Regions from separate parts of the Mus musculus genome. Here region 1 is linked to region 2. Evidence: chromatin contacts called from public HiChIP or PLAC-seq data. All regions are on one chromosome and are shown on one strand. Each heading gives the region's core, a stretch centred on a gene start, on an enhancer-like site or on the middle of the called end of the contact. The rest is flanking DNA. Distances are from core to core; before and after follow the strand shown. Region 1 has its middle 24 kb from the start of 1700126H18Rik. Region 2 overlaps Rhoh (ras homolog family member H).

What was found. HiChIP or PLAC-seq counts read pairs in DNA pulled down with a chosen protein or histone mark.
Region 1: a contact with region 2 is called in an H3K27ac HiChIP or PLAC-seq map of embryonic stem cells, with 2.0 times the contacts expected there. The contact joins two enhancer-like sites.

Annotation. Positions count from the first base shown.
Region 1 is chr5:66,212,924-66,217,885 of GRCm38.p6, reverse strand. No RefSeq gene overlaps it. Among named protein-coding and RNA genes, the nearest start is that of 1700126H18Rik, 24 kb to the right of the region's middle. Within about 2 kb of position 3,160, at least 32 of the 459 cell types and tissues checked have an H3K27ac peak or open chromatin away from gene starts, as enhancers often do. A contact at or near this core is called in embryonic stem cells, where this site is marked.
Region 2 is chr5:65,869,841-65,875,025 of GRCm38.p6, reverse strand. The region is part of intron 1 of Rhoh (ras homolog family member H); the gene reads right to left. Among named protein-coding and RNA genes, the nearest start is that of Rhoh, 8.8 kb to the right of the region's middle. Within about 2 kb of position 3,620, at least 42 of the 459 cell types and tissues checked have an H3K27ac peak or open chromatin away from gene starts, as enhancers often do. A contact at or near this core is called in embryonic stem cells, where this site is marked.

The sequences.
Region 1 (4,962 bases), core at 1,911-4,410, 340 kb before region 2:
TGTAGCCAAGAGGGAAGTGGGGACTAGGGATACTGGTTATTATGACTATCCACAGTTCAAACAAACAAACAAACAAACAAACAAACAAACAAAGCCTTTCATGCCATGCCCTACTTCCCAAATGACCAAGCTATGAAAGTGTTTATATGTGTATACATGCTCGACTACAAGTCAAAAGGGGGGAAAAAATCTCTCGCCCATATAGTCGCAATGAATTCTGATGGTTCATTAAAAAAGTTTAGTGACACATTGAAAAGACCTTACTATTCTCTTTACTCGTAGGGCACGATTCAGTGGCTTTGCCTACAGGGCTCTACCTGGCCTGCTACCTCACCCTCTTCTGCCTCAACAACAGCTGCACTTATTGTTACAATGTTTCTGCATTGTAACACCTTACCAAACACTTTACCAGGAGCCGCCTTGATGTCACTCAGGGACATTCTTCAGGACCTAACCAGATGTTTCCCACAAAAGCAGAAGATATTTGAAGACCATGCTTGTATTATTGTCTCTTCCAAGGTGGTAAATTGTCCCTTGAGCCCCCTCTTTCCTTTACAAATAGGAGTGGCCAATAAGTAGTTGCAAACTCATTCTCTTCTGTGACCTTGGGCAAGTTGCTTACACTCAGATCCTTAGTCCCAGATTCACTGTGGTTTAAAATAACTTAATAATGATATTGAAATGCAAAGCAACTGTGAAAGATAAAAATGACTTTTAAGTGAGAAGCTGCCCTCTCAATTTTAAAGTAAATGTTAGGCATAAGTGTACTCATTAACACTGTAGCCTAGAATTTAATATGCAAATGACAAAGTGAACTGAAGCTCTGGCCTAGCTCCAGATTCTTCTGTGACACTGACACTCGTCAAACTGGCAAGCACATTAATGTATTCTGAAAGTGTGATTGTTAAATGTATTAGTAATAAAGTTATGTGTTGTTGCCTAGCAAACCACCTTCAAAATGACTGGCAAGTTCACAGGGTCATAAATAGGGCAATGGCAGGCAGGCTGAGGTGACGGGGAATGGGGTGCTGTTGTTTTAGAACGGGATGATGGAGACCTTTGAGATGGATGCTGGTGTTGGTTACACAGTAATATGAATGCACTTATTACCACTCAGTTGTACTCTTAAAGGTGACTAAAGCTGGCCTGGGACGTGCTCAGTGGTAGGGTGCATGGTTAGCAATGGTTAAAATTGTAAATTAAATGCAACATTTTGGAATCAAATTGGGGGCAGAGCTTAGCAGGCTCAGCTCATCTCTGCTCTACATGTTATCTCCTGGGACAGTTTAACAAGGAGTATCCCTGTTGGTGGGCACTTTTAGCAGAAGACCCCTGTTCACTCTCTGGCTTCTCAGACTTGGACTCTCTTTACATGTGTCCTGTCTGTGGCTAGATGATCTAGACTTTGTGTGTGTGTGCCTTCTTTTTTCTATGCAATGCTGGGAGCCATCCACCTTGGTCCATGGCAGGCAAGGTCCCTCCTTCTGAGCTACCTTCTCACTTGGGCTTTAGGTTCTTTACAAGGCAATTAGGATCTAAGAAAATGGGATGCTCTAAACTCCTTAAGGCTTGGCTTTAAGTCCCATAAAATTAATTACCCTGCATCTGCATCTTCTTGGTTAAATGAAGCCATTGTGCTGTCACATATTCTACCCCAGAGCAAATGAGATAAGACTTTAGAAGCCAGTGGTTCCTTTAAAGCCATTATATGACAATCTCCACACACAGTCTCTGTATCAGTTTGTTATCCTGTCTCTTTACCTTGAAGCGCCTCTAATGGGGCTATTTATCTAAGACTAGCAGGGTCATGACATGAGGGTGGACTCTGGGACTTCGAACCTTAGCGTTGCCATTTGTCACAAGACCTGAATCAAGTTACTTGTCCTTTCTGTGTTTCTGCTTCGTTGATGAATAAACATTTAAAAGAAGGAAGAAAAGAAATGACCTGACTACTTCTAAAGTATGGAGAAGACTTTTAATGTAGCTATAAAGGAGAAAGCAGGCAGAGGGAAGAGTCCAGGGTGTACATGAGCAGGAAAGTGGGGGAGGGAGAGCAAGAGAGGTGCCACACAGATCAGGAGAAGCAGCAGAGCCAAGATACAGGCTGTTTTGTAGGGTTTGGGTTTGGGGAAGAGAAGCCCCGCCTCTGGGGGAGGGGTTTAGGGCGGGGCGTGAAATGATGGGAGGAGCCGCTGATACTGAGTGTGACTTGTCCCAGGTTTCTTTGAGATGTAATACTTGTCTATGAAATGAATCTGGTAATAGTATTTATGTCGTCATGCCGCTGTGAAGACTCAAAGAGTGGGTATGGATTAAAGACAAAACAAACAACAACAAGACCTGCAAACAATGCTTGAGCAAGGCAAGGCAGTACAAATCTGTAATTCCAGGACTCTGGGTAGCCAGGCAGAAGGATCGCCCCAAGTCCGAGGCAAGCCTAGGCAAAATAGTGAATGTCAGGCCAGCAATGGGGGACCTACTAAGACCTTCCCTCAAAAACAAAACAAGAACAAGCCAATGAACAGCCCCCTCCTCCGAGGCCTCTGCATCATTTCCTGCCTGGAGTTCCTGCCCTGACCTCATCACTAAACAAAACAACCCCGCCCCCTTACAAAACCGGTGTACAAAGTATGAACTATATAAGCATTTGCTATGATTATCGTTGTCAGTTGATGTTAATAAGCTTAAAAATAAATGTGGTAAGAAAGGAATATTTAAGAGGTAAATAAGAGGCTGGGAACTACCCAGGACCTCCCCGCCTCTTCAGAGTTCTCGCTTAGATTTAAATGCTGATATTTAAACGTCCGTCCTTTTGTTCTGCCCACCGGAGACAGGTCTGCATAATATGAAGACCTGCACTGAGTGTTTAAGGGCCCTAAGAGGCTAATCTGTACAGGGGTAATGGAGTTGATAGGTTTTAATCCATGTAAATTTGCAGGACTCCAAGGTTAAAGACAGGCATCTCCCCTCCCCTTTCCTCCAGATCCGCGGATAGCTGGGGCTTCTCCTAGTCCTTGGATGTCTTCCCTTTCTTTGACCTTAAACCTAAAATGGGCGTCTAAGGACCAGGAGCTCACTGTGCCAGTTGTATGGCTCTCCTCCACTGGATCGAAACAATGGCTGAGGTCAAAACCAGTCTTGTTGAACAGGTCACTGACACCTGTTGTTTACTACAGAGTTCTTTGTGAGCTCACCAGGGGATCTAATTCTTAGTTCTAGGACTACCTGGCTCAGCTCAGCTAGTTCTGTTAGCATTGTCTAAGCTCCGCCCCACAGTTACCTGGCAACAGCCGGAAGTGCCTGACTCACTATAAAAGGGGCTGCTTGCCCCACCCACCTCACTCTATTGCTTTCTCTTGCTCATCCATTCCTTCTCTCCCCATTCCCTAACCCTTTTTCTCCACTTGCTAATGGCCTGCCGGCTTCTTCTCTACTTCTCTACTCTCTCTGCCTTTCTCTGCCTCTACTGTCCTTTTAACTCCCCCTCCCCATGCCCTGATTAAACTGTATTCTATCCCGTGGTGTGGCTGGTCCCTCAGGGGGAAGCCATGCCTCCTCATGGGCTGCTAAGGCACCCCCTTTTCCTGCACCTGACGACACCTCCGTAGAATATAACTATCCCCCCCCCCCCGTCTTTTCATAAACACATCAAGTACAGTTTGCAGTACTGGCCTGGTAGTTTGGAGGGAAGATATATGGAGTATTTTATTTGAGCTAGAATGCCTGGCTTCACGTCCTGACTCTGCCTCTTACCGCACACAAGACCTTGATGGAGCCACTTAACTCTCAGTTTCTTCATCTATAAAATAGGCTTGGAATTGATCACACTATTGCTATAGGATTGACTGAAACCTCTTAACAGAGAAGAACACACAACTCTCAGAGCATTTTTAAAGAGGCTCCTGGAGGACTAGCAAGACAATTTAACAGCTAAAGACATTTGCCACCATGTCTAATGGTCTGAGATTCATCTCTCAAATGCATATGGTGACACAGAGAACTTACTCCAATGAGTGTTCTCTGATTGAATACCTGTGTGTATGTTTTCTCTCCTCTTCTCCCCTCCCCCTCCCTCTTCCCGTCTCTCTTGCTATCCCCCTCCGTCTGTCTGCCTGTTTGTCTATCTTGTCTTTCTCCCTCCTACCCCTCCCTCTCCCCCTTTCCCAATAAAAGCTTTTTTAAAAAAAAGTGGAGTGGGTGGGCTTCTGGGATACTTGGCTCCTTTTCCACCTCCTGCACTCTTGGTGTCTCATGACTTTGCCTTTTATCCTATACTCATTTTGTATGTCATATGAACTCAGCCTGGCACGCCTTTAATCCTAGCACGTGGGAGGCAGAGGCAGGCGGATTTCTGAGTTTGAGGCCAGCCTGGTCTACAAAGTGAGTTCCAGGACAGCCAGGGTGATACAGAGAAACCCTGTCTCAAAAAACCAAAAAAAAAAAAAAAAAGCCGGGCAGTGGTGGCACACACTTTTAATCCCAGTACTTGGGAGGCAGAGGCAGGTGGATTTCTGAGTTTGAGGCCAGCCTGGTCTACAGAGTGAATTCCAGGGCAGCCAGAGCTACACAGAGAAACTGTTTCTCAAAAACAAAACAAAAAGAACTCTGTCATAAGGCCTGACTCTCATCAACAGAGTAGAGAGAGATGGGAAATGAAATTATTCATGGTTTTGCTCATTCATGAGTAAAGAGAAAGCCCTCTCTTCACCATGCTCATAGCAGTGTGAGAGTGTAAAGGCCCACAGAAGCCAGGACACAGGCATGCGTAGATTGTCTTTCTCCTGGGAGGTCAGTGCTCTGGTGTTCTGCAGACTGCCCATTTTCACTCAGCATGGAATTTGCCTAGAGGAATTCTGGTTCCCTCAGGTACAAAATGACTTCAAATCTTTATCTCTAAGCTATTCCTCCTCTTCCTCCTCCTCCTCCCACTCCTTCTCTTCCTCCTCTTCTTCTTCCTCCAAC
Region 2 (5,185 bases), core at 2,371-4,870:
TTAAACATATACATATATGTGCATATGCACACACAAACCCACATGTCTATACACACATGCACAGCACATGTATACATATGCTTAAATGTATACATATATGTGTATACATACACAAACCCACATGCCTACATACACATGCACAGCACACACATACACACAAATCCATATGCCTATATACACACATGCACCGAATCAAATATGTATGGTTCCTTTGGGAAATTTCTGACATGTGATGAAATTAGAAATATTCAGCTGTATTCATCATTTGAAAATTTTGTTTTACTTAAATTCCAAAATTAGCTACAGAGCTCTACAGCTAGCAATAAATTCTCTAACTTTAAAAATATAGACTCACCAACCTATTAACTCCAATACCCTTCATTAAAAGTGGTTTCTGTGCATATCAAAGTGTAAGACCCAAGAACCTTAGATCTCTAATCTAAGATCCTCAGAATTTTAAAAGATAAAATATAAATATATAGATTTTAAAGCATCAATTTTCTTCAAAATGTCACAGTGATTTTCACACCATAACTGCATCTCGCTATGATTATTAGTTGTTTGAATAATGCAGTGCATACTTCAGAGACAACAACCATTCTCAAAATTGACAAAGAAATGAAAAGAAAGAAAGAAACCATAACTGGTGGGGAATACGGTGAGCTCTCCACCTGTTGAAAAAGGAGACTAGGCAGTCATGATCAAATTCAACTGCAAAACAGCATCAATACATGTTGAAAAGAAATTTGCAGTGCAAGAATTTCAGTCATCCAAAGAAAGGACAACTATGTCCAAAAAGCTTAAAATGTAAGGTTAGTTTGTCACAGGTCAAACAAACAAAAACATGAACTTAAGTTGAAAATTCTGGGTTTTTTTTTCTTGACTACAATATTGAAAACTAGCCATCTAATCTTAAATTGAAACCATAGGCATCTCACCCCTTTTGGAAGAGAAATTAACATTTCTCCCAGACAAGCAGGTAAGAGGTCTTTCTCAAGTCAGAGAGCAGAACTTGGGGAAATCCAAAGCCATCAATCTGGTTTGGAACTTTCTATCTAAATTTTATACAGGCCTCCCTGCTATCCACATTATGTTCACAGCTCTAGAATTTAATATTAATATTGACACAACTTCCCTTTTAATTACTTTCCCTGAGACACAGATAACAAAAAGAAGAAAGGCACTGGACAGACTGCCAAAGCTTCCCTTTAAATCAAATGCTCCCTCTGGGAGTTAGCAGGGCATGGGGTGGGGGTGTTCTCTTCCACTGGGAAGCAACATTGGGACTCTCCCTTATGGGGTCTGTACACCTTGGAGTGAAGACCCTGGAGTAATAGGGATTTCAGTAAACCAAATCTTACAGATGCAAAAGCATATTCTTGGTGTCCTTGTGTTAAAAAGCATATGTCACATTTGTTACTGCAGATGGGCACTACTATTATGAACCTACATTTACTATTAGGTCTTAAAGCCAACAGTACTGTGGACATTTCTCTGATACAGCCAGAGAATCGAGATACTGGAGCGAGATAACAACATTGTCTTAGCAGACAGAGGAAATTGTGGCACTGCCAATGTGTACGGGTTTTCTGGCTTACCTCCTCCCATTTCCTGTACAGACATCTAGTGCCATCTATCCCCTCAGCATGACCAGAGGAAGAGATGCCACCAACATCAAGTGAGCCAGTTACTGTCCAAAGATACTAGAACTAACGAAAGTCAGGCTTTATCTGAAGAGAAGTATTATAAAAGCAAATGATACAAAACACCCTGGGGGGGGGTTGTTGCTGACAGAAATGGCTTTAGTCATTTAAATTTGATTTTAAATATCTGCTTTCCCTTTCCTTTTAAGGAGGGCTGATCCATCATGTTCTTAGACTTCCCCACCATGGCAGGCGTTGCCTTCAGCACACAGTTGGAATAAAGCTAATAGGAAGTCTTGTGGCAACTGAGAAAAAAATACAAGAGAAGGAGGCAGAAAAGGATTCACGGTGAGGTATACATCCTTAGAGGTATCTCAAGAGACAGGAAGACGGGCCTGGAGGGGTGGGAGACAAAGGAGGGAGGGAGAGGAGCCAGCTACTCACCTGCAGTAACAAAGGGCTCTACCAGCTAGCTAAGGGCAGCGATGAAGCTGAGTGGGTGGTGTACAGAGACTGTTCCTTGGCCTACAATGGTCTGATGAGCCTTCCTCAACTGAAAGTACTGTTTACTGAGAATCCACTAGGTAACATGTTAGCATCCTTGCTTATCCAACCCATACCAACATGCTCAGAACGCTAGCATCTGCACGTGTCTGGGCACAGTCACTAACTTGAAGACTATTTCATAGTAAAGTGTTGAGCATCTTATGTGACGTAGGGAATATTATTCTGAAAAGGAAAGGTGGAACAGGTCTATGAGCACCACTGTAAAGTCAGACCAGTCATAAGCCTGACCACCGGGAGTCTGTTCTGGAGTGCAAGCTGAGGTGGGCTGTAAGCGGGGATTATGGGATGCAATGTTATTACTCTGATACAAACAGAACTTGGCATAAAACCTAACCACAGGGCTACAATGATTAAATCAGTAATAGAAGGCAGGCTACACGCCTTACATGAACACATCTGTTAGAGATTTTCATCTTCTACCTCAAAGATAGGTATACAGTTCTCATACTACTCCCAGAAAAAGAGAATCTTAACTCATATTTCATAAATCCATAGGCAGTTTCACATATTTGGTCTCTGAAGGGTTGAGGATTCCCTCTCCCCACCCCCACCTGCAACCCACCCTATGACATCATCTTCTGGCTTTCAGCAAAGCTGGCTGGTTAAAGCATGTGGATTTGGGGTAAGTGTCTCTCTGCTGAGAAAAAACTAGAAGAGGCTTGAGTTTTCAACCAACACCCACAGTTCCCCAGACTACAGGCTCTCACACTCACAGTGGCCAAAGGGGCATCTGTGGTCAAAAGACTGTACAGGGGAAAGGCTGTCCCCAAAGCTGCCAAGGCCCAACCCCATGTCAGCTTCAGGGAAGAAAGACTATTTAGATGGAGAATCTGGCTCCCATTCTGGAGTGCTTGCCTTGTGCATACATGAAGCCATGGGTTCAATTCCCACACTGAGCATGCCTGCACACATAGACACACACAGACACAGACACAGACACAGACACAGACACAGACACAGACACAGACACAGACAGACAGACAAGAGAAGGAAAGGGAGAAACACAGAAACAGAGATGACAGAGACAGACAGACAGAAAGGGAAAGCTACATCTTACACTCAGAAACAGCACACAAGCCAGCTGTGTACCTTTCCCCGCCTGGCTGGGGGTGTCAGCTGACCCTGACTCGGTAACTCCACACTGTAGTCTGTGTTGATCCTCTCTGTATGCAAATGTCACTGTGTCTCTGGTGTTCTCTGAGGTTACACCCAGTTGTATATAGGATACTTCAGTGGAATTTTGGGAAGCAGCTCTCCCTACAGGCCTCGGAAGGACGGACTTAGGGCAGTGTGCACATTCTCTTTGGTAGGAACCTGCTCGAGCGCATGCGCAGCGCAGCTTGTGGCTCTGATGCTCTAAAGCATCCGCCGGCCGCCATCTTGTCCTCAGGTCAGGATCAGGGGAGAGTCTGTTTGTTTAACCTGAGATCACAAAGAACAGAGCGGGATTTCCTCCATCCCATAATGCTTCCCCTGTGCTACTGACAGCCTCTGAGGCCAGGGTTCTTAATGTGAAACTTACGGAATCTTAAGAAGACTTTAAAGAATTTAAATAAAATAAAGAAATTAAATAAAGACTAGGTGCATATTCCCAAACTGTACGGCAAATGTCCATATTCTTATATAGGGTCTTCTCAGAGCTCCTTGCTTCTCATTAGATCCCAAATGACTCAGTAATCCCAAAACTTATTAAGAAACGTCCCTCGGGGCTGGAGAAACGACGCAGCAGTTAAGAGCACCGGCTGCTCTTCCAGAGGTTCTGAGTTCAATTCCCAGAACCCACATGGCAGCTCACAACTCAGCTCACAACTGTCTGTAACTTCAGTTCCAGGGGATCTGACAGCCTCCCACAAACATACATGCCGGCAAAACACCAATGCACACAAAATAAAAATAAAATAAAATAAATTGGTTTTTGGAAGAAGAGAGAAAGAAACACACCCCTACTCAGGCTGGTGGCTCAACCTGTAGTCTCAGCATTCCATGAGGCTTCCCTAGACTATAAAGTGAATTCCAGAATCCCCCAGGTTACTGAGTGAGACTCTGTCAGAATGGGGGGGGGGGATGAGGGAGGGAAAATTAAAATGAAGGAGAAGAGGCCGATAGATGGTGGGGTAGAAAGAGGCTGAAGGCTCTTCCAGGGCTTAAGCCAACACCAACACACAGGTCACACAGGGATGGGGATGGTGAGCAAATACTCCCACAAGTCTGACTCTAGGTTTCTGATGCTTCATAGCCAACAGACCCTAAGCCAAGGCTCTGCTGTGAGGATGAGCTCCCAGTTTGTTCTTGATTTATCACGTCCTGACCTGAGAGATGGGAATATGGGGAGAGAACGGCTCATTTCCAGCATAAGAAGAACATGTGAGAGTTAGTGACAGTCACTGACATTCTAAAGGTAGGAAAACAGAACCAGGTGGTCTCAGGACCACGGTTATTGCAGAGGTGCCATTTCCTGTCCTGTTCATTTTATGATGTATATCTGTCATTATTATTGTGAGTGTTACAGGTCTCTGGTTATGGTACTCCATTTTATCAAAAATTATTCTTTCCCTCTTCCTTTAACATAATATTTTCGTGCACCAAGATTCCCAATACTTTCTGCTATAACCCCCTCACCATACTCTCATGTAAGTTTATTCCTAATGATGACCTCCCTGTCATTTAAAACCAAGGTGTTCATGGGTTTTCAAAGTTCCCTGGATGATTCAAATTCCTGCCCAAAGCTGTTTGCTTGTGTGTGTGTGGGGGGGGGGGGGGGGGGTAACTCCATGGTACTCACTGCATCTGTCTAAGGAGTGTAGCGAGTACAGCCTCCTGGCTTTAGTGTCTTTCTATAACAAGCAAATAACTCTGTCTTTACCTTCTCTGTTTCTATACCTTCACACGATAAGCTCTTGAATTGTGAGTCTCCAGCCCCCAGTCTCACCCACATCAGAGAGACAGACAGACAGAGACAGAAACTGACAGAGACG